Linked DNA regions of Mus musculus: region 2 is linked to region 1. A link is a contact called in public Hi-C data. All regions are on one chromosome and are shown on one strand. Each heading gives the region's core, a stretch centred on a gene start, on an enhancer-like site or on the middle of the called end of the contact. The rest is flanking DNA. Distances are from core to core; before and after follow the strand shown. Region 1 holds the start of Ltbp2 (latent transforming growth factor beta binding protein 2). Region 2 holds the start of Fos (FBJ osteosarcoma oncogene).

Evidence for each region. Hi-C and Micro-C count contacts between places; a contact is called where the count stands out from the background.
Region 2: a contact with region 1 is called in a Hi-C map of muscle stem cells, with 3 times the contacts expected there. The contact joins the promoter of Fos here to the promoter of Ltbp2 in region 1. A contact is called at or near these places in 2 of 484 Hi-C or Micro-C datasets (embryonic stem cells and muscle stem cells).

Annotation. Positions count from the first base shown.
Region 1 is chr12:84,874,217-84,880,082 of GRCm38.p6, reverse strand. Ltbp2 (latent transforming growth factor beta binding protein 2) reads left to right here and starts at 3,592. Exons shown (of 36, transcript NM_001370743.1): 1 at 3,592-4,327. The coding sequence starts at 3,852. D030025P21Rik (RIKEN cDNA D030025P21 gene) reads right to left here and starts at 4,281. Exons shown (of 1, transcript NR_028577.1): 1 at 328-4,281.
Region 2 is chr12:85,471,202-85,477,067 of GRCm38.p6, reverse strand. It overlaps Fos (FBJ osteosarcoma oncogene), which reads right to left and starts at 3,178. Exons shown (of 4, transcript NM_010234.3): 1 at 2,888-3,178; 2 at 1,882-2,133; 3 at 1,369-1,476; 4 at 1-1,251. The coding sequence starts at 3,028. The coding sequence ends at 610.

The sequences.
Region 1 (5,866 bases), core at 2,343-4,842:
GAGATGGGCACCCATTGCAACCAGGAAGAGTCAGCACGGGCTGGCTGGCGATTGCTTCACTGTAAAGGGAGGAAATGAAGTGTTCTGGGGACGGAGGTGGCGTTCATCCCCAAGGACAGCAAGTATGAGAGTTTGGACCAGGAGTGGCCACCCAGAGCTCACATTTTCCTCTCTTCAAATGGGCTTAGCGATACCAGTTGCGCCTGGTTGATGGGGCACTCTGTCATTCATCCCAGAGCTGCCATCCAGGTGTCTCTTGACCACCCACCAGATTCTAGCCCTGTTGTATGTTCAGCTCAGTTAGAGATACAGTAGCTAGGGAAGTCAGACTGATGAGTAATTTTATAGATTGTGGAACAGGACTCTTTCTGTGGTTTTAGTGTGTCTGCTGAAGCTGGGCTGGGGAGATGGTTCAGTTGATGGGGTGCCTGCCTGCAAACACGAGGACCTAAGTTTGGTCCCCAGAACACAGGTTAAAATAAAATAAAATAAAATAAACCGAAAAACAAAAGAAAGAGAGAAAGAAGAAGAAGAAGGAAAAAAGAAATGAAAAACCAGGCATGAAAGCATGTGTCTGTTAATTCCAGCACTGGGAAGGCAGAGGCAGATAAATCTCCCGGGCTTCTTAAACAGCTAGTCTAGTGGAATCAGTAAGTCCCAGGCCAGTGAGAGATCTTGATGGATGACCACTGAGGAATGACACTCAAGGGTGACCTCAGGCTACCACACATGTATGCAACCCCACATGAACATGCACGCGCGCACACACACACAAACATACACTGTCCACTCAAGTGACAGAGCCTAGAACAACAGGGCCTTCTGAAGAGAAGTATAGGACACAGTTAAGTAGAACAGGTCTTTTACCAACTACCTTGGTTCCTGCCCATAGGTGAAAAAGATGGAGTTAGCCACTGGGGCAAGAACTCTCTGGTCAACTTAGAAGCCGGGGTTCAGGTTTCCCTGAGCCTGAGGACACTCCTAATGCAGGCCACCATCTGGCAGAAGAGGAGATGCTATGACTGCTGTCTTTTTTTCTGGTGCTCGGGCAATCGATGGCTATTACAGATCTCCCCACCACCACAGATGCCAAGACACAGTAAGAGAGTTCTTGGCAGCTACTAATGTGCATCTTTAGAAACTGAGCAAGAACACATATGAAGAAACTCACATGCACTTCCTGATGGAGAATTGTAACTGTGGAACTTTGCTAGAATAGTCTACATGGTAGGGAAGTTAAGTAGCCACCTTACCATTGCCTGGCCTGGCAGGGACTGGAATGTCTCTTGGGGCAAGGAATGCAGGATTGCCAAGAGGTTGGTCAAAGATGACTTTGCTATGACAGTTTGGGGTGGAACACACACACACACACACACACACACCCAAAGAACCCACACATGCCTATGAATGAGCTGACCAATGCTTGGGCATCAGCTAAATAAGACTTTGTTACTCCTTTTCTGACACTTCCTGTGGAAACATGACCCTGGAGAGCCAGAGCGTGAAAGGGGAGTCTGAAGAACAGATCCGACCCCACCCACCCCACTTTCCCCACTATAGGGCCTGCAGCTTTTTCATGAGGATACAGTGGGGAGAGGAAGAGGATTAAATTAGATATGATCGTGATGGAATTGAATAGCTTTCAACTCTTTAGCTTCTAAAGTTGATCTTAGTTACAAAGGCTACTTAGTTACTTAGTTCTTGTATCTGGTAGAAATTGGCAAGCCAAGGACCCTGTCTGACATGTATTAAGTAAAGAAGAATGGAGCTAAAGAGAGCTGGTGGTGAAGAGCACTTGCTGTCCCTAGAGGTCCCTAGTTCCCAGCCACCTTGGGTGGCTCACAATCACCTGTAAGTCCGGCTCCAGGAGATCCTGTGTAACTGGCTTCCAAAGGACCCTGCACTCGTGTGCACACACCCATATGTAGACATATACACACACCTACACATAGCTGAAAATAATTTTTTAAAATATGTTTTAAAAGAGGAGGGAAGAACTGGGAGGTGGCACCGTATGCCTTTAATCCCAGTACTCAGGGGACAGACAAATCTCTGAGCTGAAGGCCATCCTGTCTTACAAAGGAGACAGCCAGAGCTAAACAGAGAAACTCTGTCTTGAGAAAAACCAAAACCAAAGAATAACAACAAAAACCAAACCAACCCAAGACAACAACAAAGCCCCAGGAAATGATTTCCCCTTGTAAGTGGGCAAGCTTGGGTATTTCCTCACAGGAATGGGAAGCGGAAGAACACACATGGCCACTGTAGGGGCCGATGTTTGCTCTGTGAGGTGAAATGAAGAGGTAGTCCTGAAGACCTCTTGGAGATGAATACTCTAGGTAGAGAGATGAGCCGTCACAATGCATCAAACATTTGCCAAGCAGAGACTGTGAGGGTACTGTGTAATGAATACCGAGCAGGAGTAAGTTCAGATCGGTCAGAAAACCAGCCGGGCAGGGAGGACTCCGTAGGCCAGTGTCAAATATTGAGACTTTCTAATCCAGTTAGGTATTACTTAGGATTCTGGGAAGGGAGGGGCTGGTATGGGAAGTTGTAATTGGTGCCTTTACAGGCTCTTTTATCCTGTCTGCTTAGGAGCCAGTAGGCTGTGAAAACACTTTCAGGAAAACCATATATGCCTAGCCTTTTAGGCTTTGGGGCATGGGACACAGGGAAGAAGGTTAATTTAGGTGGGAGGCAACGGACATCCCTGTCCCCTTCAATACAAGAAGGTGTGAGAACCCGGCCCAGCAGGGCTCAAAGGCTCATGCAGCCCCTTGGGGAAATTCTCCAAGGAATGAGGGGCGGTGGTAGGAGTTCAAAGAGTGGACTGTGGGCCAGAGGCCACTAGCCTGGGTTTTATTTCCATCTTTAGCAATACTCTCCTTTAGTCACCTTATTCAAGAGGCTCCATGCCTACCTTTGTAAAAAGAGAACAACTCTTCCAGCGGGCATCCACCATCACCATAGGCCCAGGTCAAGGCTTGGCGCCACAGGAAGCAGATTAAGATCTAGGCTCTAAGCAGGTTGGCAGAGTGTGTCGCTACAAAACACGGTGGCCAAGGGTGTGACCAGCTCCACCAGGGGGCGCGCGCCCCAAGTTGCCCTTCCCCATAGGCAACCGGCTCTTGGGAGCTGCCCCAGGGACACCTGCATTCTCGCCTAGCGCCCCCAGCGGTCAGAGGTGGAAGCAACGAGACCAGGCGCGCATGCCTCGGGCTCGGTCCCCATTACTCCGGTCTGGGTACCTTCCCCAGCTTCCTTCAGGCCCGAGAAGCAGTTCATCTGGGTCCGTGAGGTCAGGAACAGAAAATACATCCAGGACAGGTGGACAACTTGAGTTTGCCCAGGACAGGAAAAAGGCAGCTCAGGTGCGCTGGTCCAGGCAGACGCCATCTGTCTTTCCAGTCCCCGGGTCTGCCCTGTCGCCCGCAGCTCCTCACGGGTTAATCCCCTCGCCGCCCGCTCGCTTCTCGGTGCCAAAGAGGGTGTTGCTGGAATTCTTGTCTCCCGTAATAAGGGGGCCGAGCTGTCCCTCCAAGGAGGGGGGCATGGCGTGGATAAAAGAGGCGAAAAAGCAGGGGGCGGTTTCCAAAAATAAAACCCTTCGGTTCCCCTTCAGACGGCGGCAGTGCGGGAGCGAAGGTGCGGCAGGCTCGGGCTCGGTGCGCAGCCCGGGCAGCTCACGCCATACAGCCCTTACCTAGGAACCCCTGGACCCCCAAACGGCTGTTTCAGAGGTCCCCTAGACGGGAAGGGGCAAGTCGCCAGGCGGGTCTGTGGAGCGAACGATGGAAAGCACCTCCCCGCGAGGTCTCCGGTGCCCACAGCTCTGCAGCCACTCTGGCGCCATGAGAGCGCCGACCACCGCTCGCTGCTCCGGATGCATCCGACGGGTGCGTTGGAGGGGCTTCCTGCCACTTGTCCTGGCTGTCTTGATGGGGACAAGTCATGCCCAACGGGATTCCATAGGGAGATACGAACCAGCTAGCAGGGATGCGAATCGGTTGTGGCACCCCGTGGGCAGCCACCCCGCAGCGGCTGCAGCCAAGGTGTACAGTCTGTTCCGAGAGCCTGACGCGCCGGTCCCCGGCTTGTCGCCCTCTGAGTGGAACCAGCCGGCCCAGGGGAACCCTGGGAGGCTCGCAGAGGCCGAGGCCAGGAGGCCACCCCGAACCCAGCAGCTGCGTCGAGTCCAGCCACCTGTCCAGACTCGGAGAAGCCATCCCCGGGGCCAGCAGCAGATAGCAGCCAGGGCTGCACCTTCTGTCGCGCGCCTGGAAACCCCTCAGCGACCCGCGGCTGCACGGCGAGGGCGGCTCACCGGGTGAGCACTGAAGAGGGGATAGGGCTGGGGGCGGGGTGGAGCAAAGGGATGCGGGTATCCCGGACAGTTACGCCTTCAGTGGAGTGCGGGTCCTGTCCCTTTGTCCTCAGTAACTACTAGAGAAACCGCTCCGAGGTTCCGAAACCGGGGCTCGGACCAGCTTTCAAAAAGTTATTTTGGGGAAAATAAATCTACTATCTGTTCCCTTGGACACCAGTTCTCCCAGAACCCCGACGTTAAGCTCGTGTGCGTTTCTCACTCATTCTGTGCTGGGCTAACGAGCTGCAGTGGCTGGGTGGGCGCTCTGGGTTCTTGAGGCCCAGAGAAGGATAAACTGGCTCCGGGCGCCAGTAGGTGGAGGATCTGGGCGGGGGGGGGGGGGGGGGAGTGGGGACATCAGGGCGCGAAGACAGACGCATCTCCAGGAACGGGCTGACAGCGAAGCAGGCGCGCCAAGACAAGTGTATAGTCCGGGCTCAGGTCTGCTGGGACACGCAGAGGACTTAGGCAAGGGTTTAGGAGCTCTGTGAAAGAGAAGGCTGCCCTGACCTGTGCGAGGGACTGGGTCTGTGTTCCAGGAAGTCTAGATGTCAGCGTTGTTTGCACATTTTGAAAAGCCACGCCTCGCTCCAACTCTTCAACTTATTATTTTGCACCACTCGCTGCGGGTTCTGGACTCTGTTATCACAGGAGGTCCCCTCCCCGCCCCAACAACGCCTTGCCCAGGATTTAATGAGTTGGGGACCTCTCCTGAGTACCCAGGTGTCTCTGGAGTGAAGGCACAGGAGCCTGGCAATGCCAGACTGGGCAAGGTGCAATTGATTAGTCTAGGAGGGGCTTTGGCAGCCCTTGGCCTGAGCCTGGTTTATCTGTCCGTTGTAGTTCCAGGTAGCATTCCCGTTGCTTGTACGCCTAGTCCCACTACAGAGGATCTTCTGCCTCCTGCTCTGCACACATACTCTTCTCTTGCCTGCAACGGTCTTCTGTATCTTAGCAAAGTTCACCGTGTCTCATCCCTTCTGTGCCCTCATCCAGCTTTATGCTTTCTTATAGCATTTATTCCCCCCTCACGTATTTCTATTTCTATGTATGTGTTCAAACTTATACAAGTTCTGCTTAAGCAGGGTTTTGTTAGCTTTCATGTTCCCAGCAGATCAGTGCCTGCACGTAGCTGGCCCTCTCTGCGTCTAAATGAATTCCCTACTAACCTTTGGAGGCCTAGCCTAAAGTCTGCAGGGCATAGAGCTGAGTGCTGCCAAGTGGCTCCAGCGTAAGACCATTCAAGGAGAGTTAGCAGGACACCTGCCCCGTTTCAGCTTTCCCCTCTATTCTGACTTGTGCAGGCAACTGCATGATTACATGTGCTGAGCATGGGAGAGGGCTCGGGGACCCACAGAATACAAAACCTGCTGGAGGGCAAGCCAATGTCTTAAAATCAAGTTGGAGGCACGAGCAGTATGTGCTGGTGAATGTGTTTCTAAAAGCACAGGACAATTCTGTCAAGGGCAATGGAGCAGTACAATATAGTGAAGATGGTCA
Region 2 (5,866 bases), core at 1,929-4,428, 600 kb before region 1:
AGAACATTCAGACCACCTCGACAATGCATGATCAGTAACATGACAATGAACATTGACGCTGAAGGACTACAGTACATGGATATAGCTATTGATTTCTATCTACTGGAAAATAAAGTCCTATCTTTTCTTAGTTTAATATTGGTCGTTTCTAATTGGAACACGCTATTGCCAGGAACACAGTAGGTATTGTTAAAATCAGCTGCACTAGATACAATCCAGCACCAGGTTAATTCCAATAATGAACCCAACAGATTAGTTAGTGCTATGAGAAAACTAAGGAGAAAGAGAAAAGAGACACAGACCAGGCCTTGACTCACATGCTCTACTAACTACCAGCTCTCAGGTGTCACTAGGAACAACACACTCCATGCGGTTTTTTGTTTTGTTTTGTTTTGTTTTTGCTACATCTCTGGAAGAGGTGAGGACTGGAGGCCAGATGTGGATGCTTGCAAGTCCTTGAGGCCCACAGCCTGGTGTGTTTCACGAACAGGTAAGGTCCTCCCTAGGTCGACGGGAACCTTCGAGGGAAGACGTGTTTCTCCTCTCTGTAATGCACCAGCTCGGGCAGTGGCACGTCTGGATGCCGGCTGCCTTGCCTTCTCTGACTGCTCACAGGGCCAGCAGCGTGGGTGAGCTCAGGGAGTCGGAGGAGGGCTCGTTGCTGCTGCTGCCCTTTCGGTGGGCAGCGGCACAGCTTGGGAAGGAGTCAGCTTCAGGGTAGGTGAAGACAAAGGAAGACGTGTAAGTAGTGCAGCCCGGAGTACAGGTGACCACGGGAGTACACAGGGGCTCCAGCTCTGTGACCATGGGCCCCATCCCCAAGGAATTGCTGTGCAGAGGCTCCCAGTCTGCTGCATAGAAGGAACCGGACAGGTCCACATCTGGCACAGAGCGGGAGGTCTCTGAGCCACTGGGCCTAGATGATGCCGGAAACAAGAAGTCATCAAAGGGTTCTGCCTTCAGCTCCACGTTGCTGATGCTCTTGACTGGCTCCAAGGATGGCTTGGGCTCAGGGTCGTTGAGAAGGGGCAGGGTGAAGGCCTCCTCAGACTCTGGGGTGGAAGCCTCAGGCAGACCTCCAGTCAAATCCAGGGAGGCCACAGACATCTCCTCTGGGAAGCCAAGGTCATCGGGGATCTTGCAGGCAGGTCGGTGGGCTGCCAAAATAAACTCCAGTTTTTCCTTCTCTTTCAGCAGATTGGCAATCTCAGTCTGCAACGCAGACTTCTCATCTTCAAGTTGATCTGTCTCCTGCATAGGGAGAGATATAAGAAAGCATAAGACACGGGCATGCTCAAGGACCCTGCGCCCATAGTCCCAAGCTCCAACTTTAATAAAGTTTCAGGAGCAGCAGCTGGTTCAACCTACCGCTTGGAGTGTATCTGTCAGCTCCCTCCTCCGATTCCGGCACTTGGCTGCAGCCATCTTATTCCGTTCCCTTCGGATTCTCCGTTTCTCTTCCTCTTCAGGAGATAGCTATAGAAGAAAAGGACCAACATTCAGTTAAGGTTGTCTAGTGTCACCTCCATTCAGTCACCCCAGTGAAACTGGCTCCTACAGCACCCGCACCTCTCGGTGAAGCAGTTTTTCTAACCTGCAGTTGGCAGGCAGAGTGTGATTTGCATTTAAAGTGAGATCTTTAGCAGGGGAACAAAGAAGCTCCCCGGCTAGAGAATGAAGTAGGAAGCTGTCAGGGAAACTGTCTAGAGTTTGTCTTGGGTCCAACTGTCAAAATCTGACAAGGGAGGGAAAGGGCTAGCAGCCACAGCTCCTGGTCAGGAAGTGCAGTCAGTAGCGTCCCTTCTCTGTTGTGTGGTCTGTGCGTCAGTCTCCGCCCCCCCCCCCCCCCCCAGCCCACAAAGGTCCAGAATCGCTGCTCACCTGCTCTACTTTGCCCCTTCTGCCGATGCTCTGCGCTCTGCCTCCTGACACGGTCTTCACCATTCCCGCTCTGGCGTAAGCCCCAGCAGACTGGGTGGGGAGTCCGTAAGGATGGGGCGCTCTGGTCTGCGATGGGGCCACGGAGGAGACCAGAGTGGGCTGCACCAGCCACTGCAGGTCTGGGCTGGTGGAGATGGCTGTCACCGTGGGGATAAAGTTGGCACTAGAGACGGACAGATCTGCGCAAAAGTCCTGAAACAAAACAAAAAGAGGAAAGCGGAGGTGAGCGAGGAGGTTCCAGACACAGGTGGAGCAAGTGGCCCTAGTGTCGCATGAAGCAGGGAGAGAGAAGCATTCCGGTCAGAGACTGCTTATGTCTTCCTGTATGCACCTCATCGGAGATAAAAGCTCTCCCAATATCCTCCCTTGAATTCCGCAGCGCAGCCTTTCTCCTCCATCCTACTGCTGCGTTCCCGTTATCCCTTCGGCATCACTCGCTCGAAAGGGGGTTTGTTATAAATATCCCTGACGTCTGCGCTGACGCAGGCGCTGCTCCGGAGTCTCCAGAATGAACTCGCTTTTTATCAATGAAACTGCCTTACACACCCGCCCGCAGCACCCTCCTCCCTCCTCCCTCCTCCCTGCTCCAGGCTGCCCCGGGAGGGGGGATTGCCGCGGTTTGCCGCCTCCCAAACTCTAGTTAGCGACTCTTTGCTCGAGACTTGTTGGCCCCGGCTGATCTCAGAAACAAGTCGGCCGAGAGAAGAATGCAGGCAGGCCACTCAGAATAAACCTGCCGCGCGGGAAGGGGTCACTAAGTCTTACTATGACAAGTGTGCACGCGCTCAGACAAGTCCTGGGTTCCCAGGCTAAGGCTGCTCTGACCGCGCCAGTCTCCCTCCAGAGCGAAAAAGGAAGACCCCCCCGCCCCTGCGAGTCACACCCCAGTGTCTCCTCCACGGCGACCCTCAGCGCGGACCTGGCGGCTACACAAAGCCAAACTCACCTGTGTGTTGACAGGAGAGCCCATGCTGGAGAAGGAGTCGGCTGGGGAATGGTAGTAGGAAAGGCTGTCCCCGGCCGGGGAGGCGCTACTGCAGCGGGAGGATGACGCCTCGTAGTCGGCGTTGAAACCCGAGAACATCATGGTCGAAGTTTGGGGAAAGCCCGGCAAGGGGTCCAGGGGTAGACACTGGTGGGAGCTGCAGAGCAGAGCTGGGTGGGAGCGCGGTCACTGCTCGTTCGCGGAACCGCCGGCTCTATCCAGTCTTCTCAGTTGCTCGCTGCAGTCGCGGTTGGAGTAGTAGGCGCCTCAGCTGGCGCCTTTATAGAAGCGCTGTGAATGGATGGACTTCCTACGTCACTGGGCGGAACTGGAAGGGGGGGGAAGCGCGCCCCAAGGCCCTCTGCGGGCGCTCTGTCGTCAACTCTACGCCCCAGGCTTTCAACCCCCGTCTTGGCATACATCTTTCACCTATGAGTGTTCACATTTGGGATCTTAGGGGGTCTCCTAGACCTTCCGCGTGTAGGATTTCGGAGATGGTCCCCCCCCCAGAACAACAGGGACCGGCCGTGGAAACCTGCTGACGCAGATGTCCTAATATGGACATCCTGTGTAAAGGAGGGAGGGATTGACGGGAACAGCTCGCCGGCTGCAGCCAACTCTGAGGGTGCAGCGCAGGGGGGGAACCGGGGCCGCGGCCGGGGGAGGGGAGGCGGGAAAGGCAGAGAAGGCGAGCGAACATTCGCACCTGATTCAATGTGGACCCGGTTCCCAGGGTCAAGGGATGAGACCCGGGTCATTGTCCAGCAATCTGGAACTTTTTTTTTTTTTTTGAGTCTCTGGTATTAGGAGAAGCAAGTACGCAGCCTTAAAGGCTCGAAGCCTCTGTTCCTAAAGGAAAGCTTGCCCACATCAGCCCCCCATCCCAAATCAGTGCAGAGAAGAAAAAGGGGGGGTCAGCTTCTCAGCCCCTCTCTCCAGCTCCTTGCCTGGAGAAACTTTAGGACTGAGGTTGGAAGCAGCAAGTGAAGGATTGTAAATAAGTGTACAATAACCTGATTTAACTACAGTACTGGGTTCATTCATAAATTCGTGTTTTAAAGGACGGCAGCACCTACTCCCCGACCCTTAGCCACTTAGAGCTATCAAGGCGACAGTCCCCGTTGACACTGACGGATAAACATTGTGCAAAACCACCCTACAAGTATGCCTGAAGGGGTCGTATGTTTAGTTTTGAGCTGAGACCAGAGGGCGAGTCGGGGCAGGGGGGGAGCTCAGAATTACAAAGTGAGGTGAGCTCGGGGGGGGGGGGGGAGGAGAAAGCAAGTCGGTGCTGGGGAGATGGGGGTCTGAATACGTGCAGCCTGGAAACTGCGCTTACAAGGAACCCGCCTGCAGCGGGTGATTTTCCAGATCGGACTTGGGAAGGGGGGTGGGGGCGCAGAGGGGACGGGAAGAAAGGTTCCCAGCTGTGCCGAGATTTTGGCGTCTGGGACCTGAGAACAGCTTTGAGTCTTGGAAGATGGAACTTTGAAGAGGTCAGGTGCTTCAGTGTAGAACAAACACACCCCTACTTGCCCTCGGCCTCCTGTCCTTCCGCAGAGGACAAGCCGGGTTAGACTGACTGGGCCGGTCACCTCTGGGATAGGAAACCGCAGATCCTCGCAGAACTCATGTGTCCCCCTCGTCTCCATTCTGAGGGTCCCAAGGGTCAAGCCAAACGGTGGGCATTCCAAGACGGACTAGAGAGGATTAGGACAGCGGATGGATCTTTAGGGGCGCAAGGGGTGCAGAACCACAAACCTGCCTCGGGCCGCCGCACCCGGGAGCTAGGCGATCTTTCTATAGATAGTAACAGCGAAGCGGCTGTTTACAGCAACACAGCGCCGCCAGGGCCGTCTCCAGGCGACGGAGCGGCCGGGCGCACGGTCCGCCCATCCAGGCCACCCGCCCTCCCTGCTCCCTAGGAACCTCTGCCTCCCTGGCCAGGCTGCGTCCGCTCCCGCCGACTGACATCACCCTCGGGTTCGGGGGGCTGATCCCGGCTGGCTCCTGCCTCTGCGTTAGCCTCCATTCTTAGAGATCCAAACCCAGCGGGAGCGGGGAGGGCAGGGAGGCGGGGATTCGTGGAAATAGGCCACTTGCTATTTTTGCATTCCCTGTCACAGGCAGAGGTGAAAACAGAATTTCATCATTGTATGTCATTAGTTTATGTTGGTGGGAATTTAGGCCCCCCTTTTTTTTCTCACTCGGAAGAGGGGGGAGGGAAAGAGAACAACACGATATAGAAACACAGGCTTCGTGTAGCTGCTCAATCCTGAAGGGATTTCGTGGCCTGCAGCTCGTCTGTCATGTGCTCCCACCGTTCTTTACTGTGAAAGGGAGAGACAGAAAAATTATGCAGACGTCTTCCCTCTTGTTAATTTCGACAAAGTAGGTCAACCTTTGAGTTCCTGGGTCTGTCTGGCCTTGCCTTCCACTCATAACTGCGTCTCAGGGACTCTTAGAGAAAAACTGCAGAGATTTGATTTATTTCCTTTTCAGGTTTGAAGCAGCTCTGGCCAACACCTCAAAGATGTGTCAAGATTTTATATCCAGGATTTATCTCATACATCACTTACTTTGGCAGTAAAAAAAGAGAGGTCTTTGGATGATCCTTCCTCCTCCAAAGAGTTCCCCCCCCCCCTTCTTGGCAACATTATGGCCAGAGAGTTGAACATCTAATACATCTGTCCTCTGAAAAGGACAAGCCAGAGACTGGAGAGATGGTTCAGTGGTTAAGAACACTGGCTGCGCAGCCAGGCGTGGTGGCGAACACCTTTAATCCCAGCACTTGGGAGGCAGAGGCAAGTGGATTTCTGAGTTCGAGCCCAGCCTGGTCTACAGAATGAGTTCTAGGACAGCCAGGGCTATACAGAGAAACCCTGTCTCGAAAAAAAACAAAAACAAAAAAAGAGAGAGTATTACGGGGCTGCAGTAAGC